Regions from separate parts of the Danio rerio genome. Here all the other regions are linked to region 3. A link is a contact called in public HiCAR-type data. All regions are on one chromosome and are shown on one strand. Each heading gives the region's core, a stretch centred on a gene start, on an enhancer-like site or on the middle of the called end of the contact. The rest is flanking DNA. Distances are from core to core; before and after follow the strand shown. Region 1 holds the start of scfd2 (sec1 family domain containing 2). Region 2 overlaps scfd2 (sec1 family domain containing 2). Region 3 holds the start of pdgfra (platelet-derived growth factor receptor, alpha polypeptide).

The links. HiCAR-type assays count read pairs that join an accessible place to other places.
Region 1: a contact with region 3 is called in a HiCAR-type map of caudal fin, with 7 times the contacts expected there. The contact joins the promoter of scfd2 here to the promoter of pdgfra in region 3. A contact is called at or near these places in 2 of 4 datasets of contacts at active chromatin or transcription factors (caudal fin and embryo).
Region 2: a HiCAR-type map of caudal fin shows a contact between it and region 3, with 15 times the contacts expected there. The contact joins the enhancer-like site here to the promoter of pdgfra in region 3. A contact is called at or near these places in 7 of 18 Hi-C or Micro-C datasets (caudal fin, embryo, fibroblasts and 2 more) and 2 of 4 datasets of contacts at active chromatin or transcription factors (caudal fin and embryo).

The regions. Positions count from the first base shown.
Region 1 is chr20:25,348,249-25,352,159 of GRCz12tu, reverse strand. scfd2 (sec1 family domain containing 2) reads right to left here and starts at 1,846. Exons shown (of 7, transcript NM_001013564.2): 1 at 930-1,846. The coding sequence starts at 1,743. It overlaps fip1l1a (FIP1 like 1a (S. cerevisiae)), which reads left to right and starts at 2,951. Exons shown (of 15, transcript XM_073934092.1): 1 at 2,951-3,236.
Region 2 is chr20:25,492,822-25,496,671 of GRCz12tu, reverse strand. The region is part of intron 5 of scfd2 (sec1 family domain containing 2); the gene reads right to left. Among named protein-coding and RNA genes, the nearest start is that of rasl11b, 130 kb to the left of the region's middle. Within about 2 kb of position 2,386, at least 12 of the 62 cell types and tissues checked have an H3K27ac peak or open chromatin away from gene starts, as enhancers often do. A contact at or near this core is called in caudal fin, where this site is marked.
Region 3 is chr20:25,023,677-25,027,621 of GRCz12tu, reverse strand. pdgfra (platelet-derived growth factor receptor, alpha polypeptide) reads left to right here and starts at 1,428. Exons shown (of 29, transcript NM_131459.3): 1 at 1,428-1,638. LOC141379564 (a long non-coding RNA gene) reads right to left here and starts at 1,268. Exons shown (of 3, transcript XR_012396420.1): 1 at 1,068-1,268; 2 at 393-493.

The DNA.
Region 1 (3,911 bases), core at 597-3,096, 320 kb before region 3:
AAACAAATAATGCTATACGATTTGACAATAAATCATCACAAAATTTGTAGATTAATGCTGAAAATATATATAAGTAGCTGCAAAATACTAAAGACAGGGTTCGTACAGTTGCCTGGAATCACTAAAAATGCTTGAATTTTGGTGTAGTGTTTTCAAGGTTTGAAAAGTGCTTCGATTTTGAAAAATTAAAGTGCTTGAAACAGCTTAAAGATTTTACTGTTTTGCTTTCATAAAAATGTATTTTACTAAATAGGTAATAATATATATATATTTGGGGTGACGCGGTGGCGCAGTGGGTAGCACGATCGTCTCACGCATTTGGTATAGGTGTATTGGGTAAGCCAAAAATTGACCGTAGTGTATGAGTGTGAATGAGGGTGTATGGATGTTTCCCAGTGATGGGTTGCAGCAGGAAGGGCATCTGCTGCACAAAGTATATGCTGGATAAGTTGCCGGTTCATTCCACTGTGGCGACCGCAGGTTAATAAAAGGACTAAGCCGAAAAGAAAATGAATGAATGAATGAATGAATGAATGCATACATGTATATCTGCACATGTGCCTATAAGCATGATCTTTTGTCTTTTTTATCTGTGCCTTGTGAAAGTTTTATTAATTCGCTATTTACACTTCCTTGGGTGTTTCCAAAACTTTCTAAATGTCTTTCTTCTGTTGATCACACAAAAATATATTTTAAAGAAGGCTGAAAACCTGTAACTATTGACTTCTATAAAAGGACAAGTGCATGCGATGGAAGTCAATGGTTACAAGTTTTCAGCATTCTTTAAAATATATTTTTGTGTGTTCAACCAAAGAAAGAAACTCTTAAATGTATGGAACAAGTGAAGGATGAGTAAATGATGACGAGTGTATGGGTGAACTATCTCTTTAACTACTAATGACTTAATATTCAGACAGATTGGACTGCACCTGTAAGATCAAGAGTTCTGTCCACAAACACTACTGATGCTTTATTAGGGGCCGTCTTCCTCCTGTTTTTGGCTTGTGGAAGATTGGCCAGCTCGGTTGCGATCAGACGGCTCATCGGACCCACCGAAAAGCTCTCCTCACGGGTACTGATGAACTCAAACAGGCCATTGAGGGTCAATGCAAGAGTTTTAATCTGAATCTGCAGCTCAGGTGGCAGAGAATGCACATCCATGTCCATCAGACTCCCAAATCTCTTCTTCTCCGGCCTCTTCTCATTGATGGACTCAAGATCAACGTCCAATAAAGGAAAGAGATTAGAGAAAGCAGGTAAAAGATGGAGGTGTTCTGTCAAAGGGGCGAAGACCACGGGAGCGTGCATGACCTCAGCAGTGTAGTTCATATCACCCATCCATTCACATAGTTTCTCCTCGAACTGCTCAAACACCGGGTTCCCCTCCAGATCAGCGTTCACATTATTAGCAAGCAGGTGAATGGAGTGAGGAACAGTCGTGAAAACCACACAGTACTGGAAGTGGCTGAGGGAAATGATGTCCTTTATAATGTCTGCGGTTCTACCTTTTAACACAGTGCTGACCACAAACACAGCTTTGGGTTCATTCTGTGCACCCGCTTCAAAGCTCGAGAACTGCTTGATGTTTCGAGCTCCAGCCTCGAATAGTAGCGCAGCTCCTCCGTTCCAGTGGAGACTCTCCGAGCACCGGTCATCCATGAAAACAACAGCCTTTTTTACCTTTGACAGCACCTTCTCCCACGTCTGACCGGGGAAACACACGAGACCATCTGCGGGCAACATATTTCCGCTAATGTCGGCGTTTTTAAATCTGAAGAAGCGATAAAACAGAGCAACTGTCAAACAGACACCACTCAAAACAAACCCATGTGAGTCTCTCGAAGGTGACGTGGCGCAGAGGCGTCGCGATAATATTGCGTCATTGTATCAGCTGTTTATTTGTTTTCATTTTTGAGACTTACAATGTTGTATATTAAACATGTAGGTATACTTATTGCATACGTAGCAATTTTTAAAAATCGATTACTCTATGATTATATATCTATATATTTTTAAATATATCTACGTTATTTTAGAACATACAAAATATATAGTTTTTATATAATTAAAAACAAAACAGACAGATGTGTATATATTTTATATATGAATATATATATATATATATATATATATATATATATATATATATATATATATATATATATATATATATATATATATATATATATATATATATATATATATATATATATTAATTAATTAATTTATTTATTTATTTATGAATAAAAATTTTATATTCCGTTTTATTAATATCCCAATAATATAATTCTTCATCTAAGTAGGCTATTTGATTTAACATAACTGACTTTTTATGCCTACCTGAATTCAGATATGTTCATTTTCGAAATGTTGCAAACATAGAAATAATTGAGATTTATCAGTGACCTAAAATTAATTTAAAAAAATGTTTTAAATTTAAACAAAATATGTGTTGAGTAAACATAATATGGGTGAATAAATGTTCATTCAAATCTAAATAAATAAACAAATACATGTATTTTAAAATGTAAACGTTAATAAATAAATGAATAAATAAATAAATAAATAAATAAATAAATAAATAAACAAACGAATGAATGAATGAATGAATGAATGAATGAATAAATAAATAAATAAATAAATAAAGAGCTCTGTCCACACTCTGTGCTCAGCTTATGCTCCTTGAGAGAATGAAACGAAATATTATCTATTGTAAAAAAAATAAAAATAAAAGTCAAGATCTAAAATTAAAGATATAGACAAATAATTGAATAAATAAACAAACAAACAAGCATTTATTAATTCCTTTAAGGCTTCCAGAAATTCTCGGCAGGATAAATTGGCAAGACCAAAAGAGGGGGGAAGTTTCAATGTAGCTTTCACAGAAGGGGCTTTTTATTGGAATATAATTTTGTAGCCTTTAATTTGTGTTGATGTTGGAACTTCCTGCGCGCCCCGCAGAGCACACGTGCACGTGCAGTGCGATGTGTCTCTCTGGTAACGCGCACCTGCTAGAGCAGCACGCGGCGTGTCACTGTGACAGCTGTGACGGTAAACCCTAAAACTTTCACCACACCACATAAACTTAACTTGTCGAACTCGCTGAATCACTGAGTTAAACTTAGCCTCTGGTCTAAAAACAAAGTTCAAATTCCCGGAGGTGATCATGTCTACGAAAGAGGTAGAGAAAACAGCTGATGAGAGCGCTGATGAGGAGACGGACTGGCTTTATGGAGGTGAGAAATAAACACATTGATGATTAAACTTTGAAAACTTGTGTGAATTGATTCAGCAACGAGAATAAAACGCCCTCGTGGTGAGATCAATAATCACTTGACCAGCATCTACCAAATTAAAAGCATTTGTGACCTGACCCTATGTTGACAGCAGAGACCGTTATTTATTCAGCTGCACGCGTTTCATAACATTTACTTTCAAATCACCCCCTTAGTGGCAGCATATGGCATTGATACATTTGCACACACCTAACATAACACAACATATGTTAAGAGAGGGCTGCTACATTAGTACAGCTGATTTAGACAGCTCGTTTCAGACGTGTGTATTATTTTTGTTAACGTGTTATTTGTTTGTTAAATGTTACTCAATGTTACTACAGAGGGCATATGGGGGGGGGGGGCAATCAATACAACTGAAGACGTTTTAATATATCAGGTTTTAAAATCGATTCATTGTTAAATTCAAAGCATTTTAGGCAAATAAAGGAACTATTATCTATTCGAAATACACTTTTTTACATTAAATCCGTTAACAATGTAGTTAAGCAAGTACATTTTAGTTGTGTTTCTTTTGTAAATAAAATTATTTGAAACTTTACAAAATAGTTTGATTAGAGAGTTAAGTTGTTACCAAAACAGCTAAAAGATAACTTACCCAGCTTGTAATGAGAA
Region 2 (3,850 bases), core at 1,137-3,636, 470 kb before region 3:
GAAACTTGAGTCTTAAGCAAGGTTTCCTGTGCATCCCGCTGTGAAGTGATTAAGTATCAGAGATGAAGAGGTATCCGCAGTGTGTCTGCATTCACCGCATGAATCTGTGTGTGTGTTTTGGGGGAAATGCTCTTTCTCCCTTTGGGCTAAATGACACCTGGCATTCCCATTACGGCTCTGAAAAACAAACATACGGCTCTGGTGTACAACAAGCATATCTCCGCACGTGCACGCTCACGCTCACGCACACACACACTGTAAGAGTGAGTGTTGAAGAAATGGGTGTTGACGTTCTCAATGAACACACTGTGGTCCTCAGAGACAAACCCTGAAAGACATGTTTATGACATCCTGTCTTGTTTCACCCTGTTTCATAACTACAGATCTCTCCTTTTCTGTGTGCATTCAGCCATCCATCTGCGGTGACTACATTTCTTATTTACTCCTCTGTCTCTGCTCAACATGTATGTAAAACACACATCATTTTTATTTGACAGGCAAAATGGGGGGCAATAGAGAAAGCAAATGTTAATTATAAATATGAGTCTGTGTAGAAAACAAAACGGAGTCTTCAAGTTCTACTGTTTTACGTAGGTTTTTTTTCTTAGAATTTGTAATGTTGATTTTTTTTTTTAATGAGCTAATGATTATACTTTTTTACTTAAACGATTTAAGTAATTACTTGAGCACAGTATACCAAAAACTTGTCATTCATATTTTTGAATATGTGCTAATCTTCTCTATTGAACAACCACAGTGTACACCATAAACTAACAAAATCATTTTGGAATTTTGATTATTATGTTAAGAACTTTTTATATCAAAATGTTTTTTAATAGAAAATATTTTTTAAATAGAATTTTTTATCGCTATAATGCACATAAATGCATTGTATATTAATGGATAAATGGGTAATAATGGAAATAAATCCAAATGTGTTTATCCAATAAATAAATAAATAAATAAATAAACAAACAAACATGCTGTGTTATGTAGAATAAAAAATTGAGCCAAGTACTGAGGAAATATAGCTACTATTTAAAGTAATCTGCATTTAAATTAATTGTGTGAAATCTGCTATTTAAGCACATGTTACAAATAACCCTCTGACTGTTACAACTTGGCTCGCAGGTGAGGTAAATAGTAACATTTTTACTCCTGGTAATTTTGGCAATACTGCACAGAAACTATGAGTCTGGCGAGCATAAATTCATTGTTCATTTGTAGAAGAGGTTTGTATTTCGTTAGTAAAAAAAAGAAATATATATATATATATAAAAAAAAAAAAAAAAAAAAAATATATATATATATATATATATATATATATATATATATATATATATATATATATATATATATATATATATATATATATATATGGTTTATCTAACCCCATTACTTTGTTCATTATTTGGCCAAAACCAAAAAGTGTTACTTTGTGCACATCTCTCCATTATTTGTTTAAAAAAGTACCACACTACAACTCTCATTTTAGCAAAAAAAGCATATGACCCCTTACTAAGATTAGACTTTAAAATACCTTTTCCCGTCTAAAAATGGCAAAAACGTTATACAAAAGTTATAAAAGTTTAAAAGTTATAAAGTTTTTATTAACCTCCCCCTGCAGGATGAAACAGGTACAGTCAACGCTGCTGAAATAAGATGTACGTGTCACATACAGTATAGGCTGCCTGTGAACATTCAACAGTAAAACAGACACTTAACCACTTACATACCATAGAACTCTATGAAAACTTCAACTATAAACAAAGACGCAGGAAATGTGAGCCACTCGGTCACGCACCCACAAATATGCATGCATATGTAATAAAATACACATTTAAAAGTATATGAGAACACCAATGCAGCATTCAAGGGCAGTTTGGGATAGTGGCTGCATGGTAATGTGGTGGTGAAGTTTTTATGAACCAAAAGGGGGCACTGTGGCTCCAAGAATCAGGTGGTCTGATTGCTGGCAACTTTATTTCAGTCCTCCCCCATGAGATATAAGTCATGGGCACACACCCACCGTTAAACACACCCACCGTTAAACACACCCACCGTTAAACACACACACACACACACACACACACACACACACACACACACACACACACACACACACACACACACACACACACACACACACACACACACACACACACACACACACACACACACACACACACACTGTAGTAAAACTTGGCCATTTTATTTCATTTTCCTCCGGGAGATTAGCGTCAGTCTAGCTTCGTCCAACTTCTCTCTTTTTTTATAACACACAGGAAAAAAAGGCAAGAAAAGGCACTATATACGCAGCCCAGATGTGCCCCTCTCCGTCACAATTTCCTTCATTCTTCTATTTCCTCCCTCTCTTTTATACCTTCCTTTCTTCTCATCGTCTCTCACTTGCGAACCGGTCCCTTCTTATCATGAGCACAGGTCCCATGAAACAGTGAGAAAGCCTGAGAAAATGCTCGATTGTGCAATTTCTCAATACTTTCTGTCTTGATTTCAACACAAACAAATGGTTCTCACAGTTTGAGATACATCTTGGTGTTTGTTTAACTGAAAGAAGTGTGAGAAATGACACAGATGTTGGTCTCAGAAAGAAAGAGAATGGTAGAATTGTTTGTTTTGTGGTATCTTACCACCTGGTTCACTAATGGAAATATGCAAATTAGTTAATGCAGATAAGTTCCTAGAGAAAAGAAAAAAAAACAGAAAAAAAAACAATTGCACTCTGATGTTTTGCTGCATAGTTTTGAGCACTTTATTGTGGATGTTTCAGTGCACTACTATATGACATATTTTACTGGACAGAATAAAGTGGCTGACACACAGTACTAAACTCAACCTACTCAAAACTAGCTGCTAAAAGTCAGAGAATGCAGATTTCAAATAAATTGCATAGTGTATAGCAGTCACAGACTCAAGTTGTTTAGCTTCATTGTTTGATTGCATCCAGTCGGAGGATATCCACTCATAGTTCAGCCAATTATGTAAGTTTGACACCCAGTGGTTGAACTTGGTATTGCACTCCTGGTTTAAAACACGCAAGCACAGGTTGCCAGATTGACAACAGCAACAAGAGTGTGCTTGACTATTGAAACTAAAGACTGATTTAAACTATGTTCTAAATATGAGCAATAAAGTGCAATAGAAGGAATATTTTCCATATTAAAATGAGTTTTTGTTCTAACCAACACCTGAAATATATACTTTAGAAAAGGCTTCTAATCCTTGCAGCTGAACAACAGAATAAACTGACAATGATCACCTCAGTTACACCTCATGTGCTTTATTCCATGTTAAATGCTAATAATGAGCGTTTGAATGCCATTTTACATGCCATTTATTGCATGAAAGTAGCAGCAGCAGATAGTTCACCTATTTAACTTTTATAAATTTAAATTTAAAATTATATATTTATTATAAATTGTCAAAGAATTGTGACTTAGTGCAAGCCAACACATATCAGTAATTTAGCATGTACATTTAATAATGTTAAAGGTAAAGGTTTAAATGTAAATTTAATGTGTATTTATATAGCGCATTTATTGTGTATGGCCATACACCCAAAGCGCTTCACAATCATGAGGGGGGTCTCTCCACACTACCACCAGTGTGCAGCATCCACTTGGATGATGCGACGGCAGCCACAGGACAATGGCGCCAGTGCGCTCACCACACACCAGCTATAGGTGGAGTGGAGAGACAGTGATCGAGCCAATTCGGTGGAAGGGGATGATTGGGAGGCCATGATCGTAAGGGCCGATAGAGGGACTTTGGCCAGGACACCGGGGTTACACCCCTGCTCTTTCACGAGAAGTGCCATGGGATTTTTTTA
Region 3 (3,945 bases), core at 179-2,678:
CTCGCTCAGCATCTTTTTGGCTTATAACTTTTGGAAACAGTTATGCAGAAACCCTAAAAACAACATACAACAGCAGTTTAATTATACCTGTGGAATTGTGCTTATTGGCAGCAAATTTTTGCTTTTGCTCATTTCAGTGCATTTAACGGATTCCAAACTAAGCACCGATCGCCGCTATTTCTGAATGCTTCAGTTTTAGTCTCAGAGATTAGAGTCTTTTGTTTCCAGAACAAGGGACTCTGTTCTTTTGAGCGACCGGGCGGCACGAACATGTGGAAATAATTGTGCTGAGCAACTGGAGATGTGTGTTTCTCTGCGAGGGTGAGCTGCAAGGCTGCAGGAAGAGCAGCGAGGGCTAGAGGGGGCCAAGCTTGCCCCGGGGCTTCACTCACCACATGCCGGCTCACTCATCTGCACAGAGCTGCAAATCACCGTGTGCTGCGTCGCGTAGGGTACTAATTCATAATGAGCCATTATCTGCAGCCTGCCATGTCTTAAAAAAAGCCAAAGGGAAAGAAAACAGAAAAAGATGTTGTTGTTAGTAAGAGTTTGACTAAACTTTCAGATATCGAATACAAATTATATAGCATATGTCTTTGATGTTATTTATTCAAAACTACGCTGTAATAAATTAGAGAGAGAGAGAGAGAGAGAGAGAGAGAGAGAGAGAGAGAGATTAAAACGAGAACCACTAAATGTGTTTCTTGTGTTAGAGCGCCCCCTGCGTAAATACGCGTGCGCCTTTGATGGACCCCCAATTTTTTTCTGCTGAATGAGCTATTTCAGAAACACACTGTACTCGACGCTAAATTATTAGCATTATTAACCATACTATCCATTATTATCTCATAATCACATAATTTCATCACATAGCCTATATTTAGTGTGCCATCTTGCGTGCACTCCAAAGTCAGAAACCACACAATACAAGTGTGAGTAATTTTAAATCAAGATCCACAAAACAATGCGCAAAACTGCAGCAGCAGCAGCATGAAGCACTGAAAAGCACAATCATCTAAAAGCTGAGCGTGAAGAATGGAGCGTGATGACAAGGTTAATCTAGTTACCGAATGTAATTGTGCATTCCCAATTCCTTGATTTCTTTCCTACCTAAGCCTGTATAAAAACACTTTTAATGGGTCACTTGACTTCATTGTCCCCGCAAAAAGATCCCTTTATTCCAAAAGGGCCCCTCTTAGACTTTACAAAAACATATGGTCCTTTTCTTCCCCGCTCAACCTCTTTTCATGCACCTCCTTCAGAACTGCAGAGCACGGAGAAATCTGACTCCTCTTCGGAGCCGCAGTGTGAAAACACGGACTCTTATTTTGAAAAGACGCCTGGGGCAGAGGGAGAGAGAGGAGGGGCAGTTTCCTGAGAGTTATTTACTTTGAGCCAGATGATTAGTTCTCTGGGAAGGATGGACTGTAGCATTGAATCAATTACAGGTTGCTGTTGCAGAGGCGCATTTGTGTGAGTGGCCGTGGAGCAGGACGGAGGAGCGCAGCACAAGGGAAAGGATTACTACTGCTTTACAACTGAGGACCCTTGGGCTTATTAGAGTATTTTACAAGAGCTTTGCCATTCATTTTGGCTGTTCTTTTTTATCAAAGGGAACAACCAAAAGGGATTAAAAAGGTATTGTATGTTTCAATTAGTTTAATTAGTTTCTTTTGTATTTTCGTTCATGCAAAGTTCCCTCGAAAACGGTTGAACCTCTGAACATAATTGCACTTACTCAGGATTAGACTAATTAAATGTGTTCTTGATTTCTTTTTTTAACAGTTGAGGTTTTTATTAATTAGTTTTCTCTATCTCTGAAACGACCAGTAAAGATAAATTAAACATGCATGCAAATAAATAAATAAATAAATAAAAACATTCGATTTGATAACTTGTTAAAAAGGTTTTTACTTATAAATAATCATGTTCAAGTATTTTTCCCATCAATGCTCACAATGGACACGTACGTTTTTTTACCTAAAAAAGAAAAGATTTTTCTTTTTATTCTGGACACTTTTGCATCGAGCAGGATTATGTCCCATCCAAGGAACAGCGTTATCCCGTAAAGTTAAAGCCTGGTTGTGCTGGATCTCAGTTGGAGCCGCAGGCGCGCAGCTGGGGGTGTCTCAGCCCGTGGAGAGGCGCTCCGCTGGCATCTAATGGCAAACACATTTCTGACTGGAATTGGAGAGTTCTTTGTGCCTTAAAATATTAATCGGATGACCATTTCTATACTGGAATACCACTTAATGGATTAGTAGTCTTCTGAAAGGATATGTATGTGTTGCAAATAGCGATGGAGAAGTAGAAGGAAAGTTTGGCAAACTTATTTGCCGCGTTCTGCGCTGAAGCCCAAGTCGATGATGATGAAGCTGCATGAATGGGAAACTTCTCTCACATCTGGATTAACTTAATGCAATTTTTTGTAGTATTTACCAAGGACTGATGAGACTGTGTTGCTTGGCTGTTATTGTAATAAGACTGGAAAATGTTTAATCATTATTTTTTTCGCCCCTTCCTGCTTTTATACTGGACTTATGAACGTCTCCTCATTTTACACCGCTTTCTTTTATTCTCATGGAAATCGCTTTTACGCGTGAACTAACCAGGTGCTGGACGGCACCCCTCGCTCAGCTGTTGCCCGAAAGTGTCAAGCACAGCGGATGGGTTGTGTTTGGCAGCCAGTTGCGCATCTATGTGTGCGTGTGTGGGCGCCTTGCGATGGGGGGTGCGCGCCGAATATGTGCGGACGCTCCCGACACCGCTGGCTGGGCAGATGAGCGGTACCAAACGCGCACCAGTCTGCCATTACACAAAGGATTCCCACGGCAATCCGATGGACTCTGCACAGAAAGGGGTCGACTAATTACAGTCTTACTCGACACCCCCGGATTCACCAAGGATAACTGGCTTGAGAGGGATGACACGAGCAAACGGGAACTTCGCTGGGCTGTAAAACTCTTTCCCCCCTTTGCTTTGAGCTTTTCCCCTTCACTTTGAAAAACTGCTGAACCATTTTTTTTAAACTAAATGGATCTAAAATATTTGCTCAGTTTTTAATTAGTTTTAAACAAATTTACAGAAAACTACATTTTAATAAATATAACATTTCATCCGGATATAACTGAGTTTTTGCAGAGCTAACCACTTCAGACTGATTGGCATTGACTGTCTGCTGGAGCGCTGATGGAACCCAGGGGTCCGAGCATCAGACAGAGATAAAACACGCGCGCGCGGAATGTCTGATTAGAAACAAGCGCTTAAACTAGTGACTGGTCTTTTGAAATCACAGGAAAACTAAATCCAAAAGTTCTGTTACATCAATGTAATCGTTATTTGTCCACGTTAGTCTAAGTTGGAATATATGTTTTAAATTCAGACGATCAAATTTAATTGTGCAACAGAATAATTTAGATGGAGAAAAAATAACCAATAAACCGTCACCTCATTGTGCGCGCTCGAAGTCGCATTAAGGGTATGCACAATCTCAATCCTGATATTAACTATTATAAGTGTCAAACAAAATTTGAAAGGCGTATTTTTTTCCTATATAGGGTAAAACACTTTTAAAAAGAAAGAGAAAAGGAAGAATTTGGAACAGCCGAAACTGCTGCTTGTACTCGCTTGGGGAAAATGTGTACTGTGTCTCCACCTGGTGGTCAAATAAAGCTGACTGTGCTAAGTTGAAAAAAAGTCTGGCGTCCGTTTACAGACTGAACAGCGTCCAGACTCTTTAAAGACCTTTTATGTCTTGGCACTGAACCTTTCCAAAACTTTCTGCTGCCGATGATTCAAAGATCTCTTCATGCTACCTGAGCTGTTTCTGCACAGAACTTCATCATTTACATTGAGTAAGAGATCAATACAGTACAACGTCATTTGTTGTTGTGTCTATATAGTGTAACGTGCTTTGGAAAACTTCATTTTTTTTGTATTAAATCA